2 separate regions of the Muntiacus reevesi genome follow, and region 2 is linked to region 1. The links are chromatin contacts, called in public Hi-C maps. All regions are on one chromosome and are shown on one strand. Each heading gives the region's core, a stretch centred on a gene start, on an enhancer-like site or on the middle of the called end of the contact. The rest is flanking DNA. Distances are from core to core; before and after follow the strand shown. Region 1 holds the start of MFSD14A (major facilitator superfamily domain containing 14A). Region 2 holds the start of FRRS1 (ferric chelate reductase 1).

The links. Hi-C and Micro-C count contacts between places; a contact is called where the count stands out from the background.
Region 2: a contact with region 1 is called in a Hi-C map of muscle, with 8 times the contacts expected there. The contact joins the promoter of FRRS1 here to the promoter of MFSD14A in region 1. A contact is called at or near these places in 2 of 3 Hi-C or Micro-C datasets (blood and muscle).

Annotation. Positions count from the first base shown.
Region 1 is chr1:104,600,148-104,603,300 of mMunRee1.1, forward strand. It overlaps MFSD14A (major facilitator superfamily domain containing 14A), which reads right to left and starts at 1,640. Exons shown (of 12, transcript XM_065908052.1): 1 at 1,413-1,640. The coding sequence starts at 1,496.
Region 2 is chr1:104,799,135-104,802,250 of mMunRee1.1, forward strand. FRRS1 (ferric chelate reductase 1) reads left to right here and starts at 1,375. Exons shown (of 17, transcript XM_065908176.1): 1 at 1,375-1,444. It overlaps AGL (amylo-alpha-1, 6-glucosidase, 4-alpha-glucanotransferase), which reads right to left and starts at 1,215. Exons shown (of 34, transcript XM_065908166.1): 1 at 1,122-1,215.

The sequences.
Region 1 (3,153 bases), core at 390-2,889:
ATCTATAGATTTGACAGTTACTAAAGGTATACAGACTTTCCTCGTGGCTCAGACGGTAAAGTATCTGCCTACAATGCGGGAGACCTGGGTTCGATCCCTGAGTCGGGAAGATCCCTTGGAGTGGCAACCCACTCCAGTACTCTTGCCTGGAAAATCCCATGAACGAAGGAGTCTTGGTAGGCTATAGCCCATAGGGTCACAAAAAGTCGGACACTACTGAGCAACTTCACTTTCACTTTCAAAGGTATATAACGAAATTGCTACATACGTCCCAAGCTTTCTAAATTTTAGCATACTGACTGGGCCATATTCGGAAATGTCCAAATCAAGTTGTAACTGATTTCAAATTAATTTAGCAAATCCTTAATGGTGGCCTAATTACACATTGAGTACTGTGCTAGCAATGGAGGGCTCCAAACAAACACGGAATAAAAGAAACCATTCCTGCACATTTCTCGAAAAAGTGAAATGACTTTCACTTTTCTATACTACTTCAGAACTTGATATCAAAGAATGCAGGAAAGACCAGAGAGGAGCAACGAAGAATTTTCAGCATTAAAAAAAAAAAAAGAAAAAAAGAGGTGAGTTATTTTCAATTAAAAGGCCTACCTCCCCTGCCGGTTAACAACAGCACAATGCCTAAAGTTGATTTTGATGACAGTATTTCTAAACAGCAAAAAAATTTTTCTCGTCCTCAATCTGTCTTCCTTTCTAAGGTCTTCTAACCCTCAGGCCATGACCAACTCTATCGAGTATTCCTGTTTTAAAATACACCAGGTGATTTTAAAACAAGAGGGTGGTGACTCTTTGAAAACTAGACTGAAGTCTAGGCCCCGGTGTCCTCCGTCACAGTCCCGACGGCGGGCGGCGAGGAGCAGGGCCCACCTTCGGACAGCGTTGAGCGCACCGGACGCGGCCGAGAGCAGGGGCACTGACCCCGAACGGCGTGGAGAAAGGGGGCGAGCGCCCCACGGGGCCCCAGCGGGGTCGCCGCGCCAGATGCCACCCCGGGAGCAGCATACGGGAAGGCAGGGGTCGCTGCCGGCCGCTTCCAGAGCGCGGCCACCGCCTCGCGGGGCCTGGACGGCGCCGACGAGGCTGCGGAGGCGAGGGGGGCGGCGGAGCCCGGCGTCGATTCCTGCCCGCGACGGCGGCGCGCGTGGGCTCGAGGCCGCAGGGCCTCCAGCGACGGCCGGAGGGCAGTGCGGCAGGTGCCGGAGAGGCGGGAGCCTTCGCCATCCGGGAGGATGTGCCCCGGAGGCCGCAGGCCGGGGCCAGAGAGGAAAGAGCCGGGAGCCCGAGACACCGGCCCCGCGGGAGCGGTGGGGGCAGTCAGGGGCGACTGCAGGCGGCCGCGTCGGGAGCAGAAAGAGATCCGGCCCGACACTCCCCGGCTCGGTACCCCAGCTCACCGTGCCTCCGTCCTTAATGATGATCTTTTTGGCCAGCATGATACTGCGGTTCGCGGCCCTTTTCTTCTTCTTCCCCTGGGTCATTTTACCATCCTCGATTCCTGGCGCTGCTGCAGCCACTCCCGGGGCGGCCGGCCCCAGCGGCGAGTGCCGTCCCGCTACTACTGCCGGGCCGAGCCGCTCGGGGCACCCGCCGCCATCTTGAGGGCCCGGCCTGCCTCCGGCGGCGCGTCACATCGTGCGATCGGCCGACGAGTGCGCCCCGCCCCGCCCACGTGACGCGCCCCGCCCGCTCGGCCGCCCGGCGGTCGGCGCTGGGAGGGAAGCCGCGAGGGAAGCGGGCGGCGCGCGGCAGGGCCACCTGCGGGCGGGCTGCCTGCGAAGGGAGCCCTATGCCCGTCACTCGTTCAGTCCTCACCGCAGCCCTGGGCGCTGGGGGCCGTGATAGAGCCCCTAACCGAGGAAGAATTGTAAGTTTCTGAATGTTACATGCTCGAGGAAATACAGCTGATACACAGTTATACTGGAATTTCAGCCAGGCGTCCTCAGCTATTAGGGCTGCTCCGGCTGTGTTCTGACCAACACTGGAACCGAAGGAGACGTTGAAGCAAGTCTTTTTCCAGCAGCACCCTGGCCCCAGATGGGACCTTTTCTTTATTCCCTGCCAGTAAAAACGGATAGAACCTAGGGAGGAGAAGGGGACGACAGAGGTTGAGATGGTTGGATGGCATCACCGACTCAATGGACATGAGTTTGGATAAACTCCGGGAGTTGGTGATGGACAGGGAAGCCTGGCTTGCTGCAGTCCATGGGATCACAAAGAGTCGGACACGACTGAGCCACTGAACTGAACTGAGGACACCCTTTGTAGCCCACTACTTGTTTTACCTGGTTGTTTAAAAAATAATTTAATGGGGAAATTGCGAAAAAGGACAGCTGTCACAAGTGGACTATGGACTTCAGATTAAAGTATCACGATGTTAAATTTGATTGTATTGACTGTACTGTGTAATATAAAAGAATATCCTTTTCCTTAAGAAATATACACTGAAGTCTTAAGGAGTGAAGGAATGTGATGCATGCTATGCCGCGTGTGTGCGTGCTTAGTCGCTGGCTCTTTGAGACCCAATGGACTGTAGTCCCCCAGGCTCCTCTGTCCTTGGGATTCTCCAGGCAAGGATACTGAGGTGGGCTGTCATGCCTCCAGGGAATCTTCCGGATCCATTAATCGATCCTGGGTCTCTTAAGTCTCTGCACTGGCAGGCGGGTTCTTTACCACTAGTGCCACCTGGGAAGCCCGGTGATACATGCTACCTACTTTTAAATAGTTAGGAACTAACATGTACGTATATGTAAGGAGGTATGCGTAGAAGTTTCTTTTACCATTGACTGGCTTGATCTCCCTGCAGTCCAAGGGAATCTCAAGAGTCTTTTCCAACACCAGAGTTTCAAAAGCATCAATTCTGTGCTCAACTTTATGGTCCTATTCTCACATCCATACATGATTGCTGGAAAAACCATAGCTTTGACTAGACGGACCTTTGTCGGCAAAGTAATGACTTAGGTCATAAAAGGCTCTGCATCTTCCTGCTAGCCCTCTCTTTTTCATTCACTCGGAACCCAAGTTTAGTGGAATCCAGCTGCCATGTCATGAGGACACTTAAGCAGCCTGTAGGGACATCCTGGTGTCCAGGAACTGAGGCTGCCTATCAACAGATATGTGAGCGAGTCATCTTGGAGT
Region 2 (3,116 bases), core at 125-2,624, 200 kb after region 1:
ATTGAGTAGAGTTGAGTGTTTAAAAGCAAGGATTTAAAAATAAAGAAATAAATAAAAGCAAGGGTTTTCAAGCCAAGACTGCCTGGCTTGGAATCTTGGGTCTTAAATTCTTGGTGCCTCAATTTCCTTAACATGGGAATAGTAATACAACCTATTTTAAGAGTTGTTGTGAGCCTTAAATGATTCACTGTATATATAATGCTTAGAACATGGCTTGGAGCATAGTAAGCACTATCACCTATAATTTTTGGAATTTAGTTTTCATCTCTCTCTGCTACATTTTGCTCATGATGTTTTCCTCAGTGTCAGCACAGTTCATGAGACATTGCAGGCATGCAGTAACTGTCAGAGTCATGTATAAATAAAAGTGTTTGGAAAAAAGAAATGCTATATACATGTAAAGCACATTTGTATAAGTGAAAAAGTAGAGAGTCTGCACTGTGTTTTTAAAAATGATTCTACTATTAGATTATTTAAATAGTCATTCACTGTTTCTATTTGTACAACCTATGCAAGAAGGGAAATAGGTAATTTATTTTAATTCTAAAAGAATTAAAATAATATTTTTATGCTGACTGAGTTCATTATAACAGAATCAGTGAAGTCAGAGACTTTCAGTTAAAATATTACTCAAATATTTCATAAGTGAAGAATATAGTCAAATTCAAATTTCTGTATTAAATACATAAGAAGTAGACTTAATTTTTCATAACAAGCCATGAAAATAAACATTTTAGTTTCGGAGCTTAAGGATTACACAACAAAGAATCATTTTAGGTTTTAAAATATCACACATATCTTGTAAACAACCTGTTAAGGACTCAAGTTTTTGATGGCAAGGTACCAAATAAATATAAATCTGACAAGCAAACATGGCTGTCAAGCATGCATATGAGATTATTTCTTTGGTTTGAAGCTTGCTGGATTCTTTGACTCATTATGAATTATTGGATATTAATAGTTGAAAAATACCTGTGCTTCATGCAATAATTCAATGCAAACAAATCTAAACTTAAGAAGGGATATTCTTAAAGTAGTATATTGTCATTTGTATTAGCTCAGGCTGTCGTAACAAATTACTACAGACTGAGTGGCTTACACAATAGAAATGTATTTCTCACAGTTCTGGAGGCCGGGAAGTCTAAGATCAAGGTCCGGATTGATTTTATTCCTGGTGAGGGCTCTTTCCTTTGTTTGCAGACAGCTATCTTCTTACTGTGTCATCACATGGTGGAGGCAGAGGGCTCTGGGGTCCCTCCCTCCTCTTATAAGAGCAGCAGCCCTATCAGATTAGAGCTACCCTTATGACCTCATTTAACCTTTATCACTCCTCACAGAGTCTGTCTCTAGATACATTCACACTGGGTGTTCAGCCTTCAATGTATGAACTTTTGGGAGAACGCCAACATCCAATTAAAAAGGAGGAGAAAATATTTTTATTGGGGTGAGTGTACCAAAAACTTTCAGAAGAGGCTTTTAAGGTTGGTTTTAAAAGGATATGGACTTGCAGAGTGGAGAGGAAAATTATACCATGATCTGAATAGTATATGTGGAAAGCAGAAGGGATGTAGGATCTATGTAGGGCTAATGAGGATTTCAGAATATAGTCAAATTCTGATTGGTTTCATAGTATGTGAGGAGAAAATGAGTGAATTTCAGGTCATTGAGAAATTTGAGTGATGAGTTATGAAGTTTGTACTGTATTGTGTGAGCAGCAGGAACCCGCAGTTTTAAAAAAGGACTGTTAAGATCAAAACTGTTCTCAAAGAAGATTAATCTGATAGAAATGTCAAGGGCCTGAAATTGGCAGTGTAGTACTGGTCTGGTTAGGATGCTATATTAATAGTCAGGAAAAAGGTAATGAGAGCCTGAGCTATAATCGTGGTAGCAGGTATTTACTCATGAGTCAAACATTGACCTTTCTCATAGGTCAATGCTCTAGTGGAAAACATACAAATAAACTAGTAATTACAATATAATACGGTAAAGGCTGGAAAAAGATCCAACTGACTAGAAATATATAACAGTAACATTAAACTTGTATATGCCTATAAAATATACTCAATATTTACAAAGCAAAAGTGGATAGAACTATAGGGAGAAACTGATAAGTCTACAATCACAATGGAATATTTCAACATGTATCACAAAATTGATGATAGGTTAAGCAGATAAAATATTAGAAAAGATACAGAAGATTTGAATAATGGAAGTAATTATATCGATGTTGGCTCAAATCAGAGAATAATATAGCCTCAGAGAATAATATATTCAGCAATTAGAGAATTTATCTAAATGCTGTTTCTCCTTTTCCCTTTCCCAAATTCTCTTTTATAGTCACTATTTCCAAACTTTTCAAAAGAAATACCTCTTATTCATCCCAAATCTTCCAGGATGCATCACCCGGGATAAACAATCTTCAGAGGAACAGTCAGAGTATTGGTATTGGAGAAAGCTCTTAGAAACCTTTCATAGGCCATTGTCTCTTCCTGTCTTGTATGAATGTCTAGTAAGGTTGAGGCACGGCAATGGTAAAGGGGTGGTTTCACCCTTTGGGGGATGTTCCAAATTCAGTAGCGTGGGACAGTTGCAGTGATGAACTGTGGTTGTTTGACTACTTTACTCTTTCATACTCTCATTACCAGATAATGAGTTACTCCTGAGGGAGTCATAGCAGAGCAACACACTTCCTGGGGTAGGTGAGAAAGGGGGCCAGGGAGGACCTGGTGGAGCCGGCCCTGGTGCTGAGCCCCCAGGCCATAGCCATAGCCTGGCCAGTCAAAGGATTGGAGACTCTTAAGTCTTGCCCTGGCAAGAAGCACCTCCTGAGAAAGAAACTGGGAGAAAATGACAGATGTGGCTTAACCAATAACTGCCGATAATGATGAAACAAAAAGGAGCTTTTTTAAACTATCAGTAATAAAATGTATCAATTATATTGAGGAAAACACTTGATTATCTATTTCCCCATGGAAAATGATATCAGAATGAATTGTCATTTGAAGAGATGATTAAAAGTATTGAGCCAATAAGTGTAGAAAAATTGTTAAAGAGATATGAACTCATATTGCTATTAAATTCTTATGCTTTTCTAAGTTACATGATGTTTGTGGAAT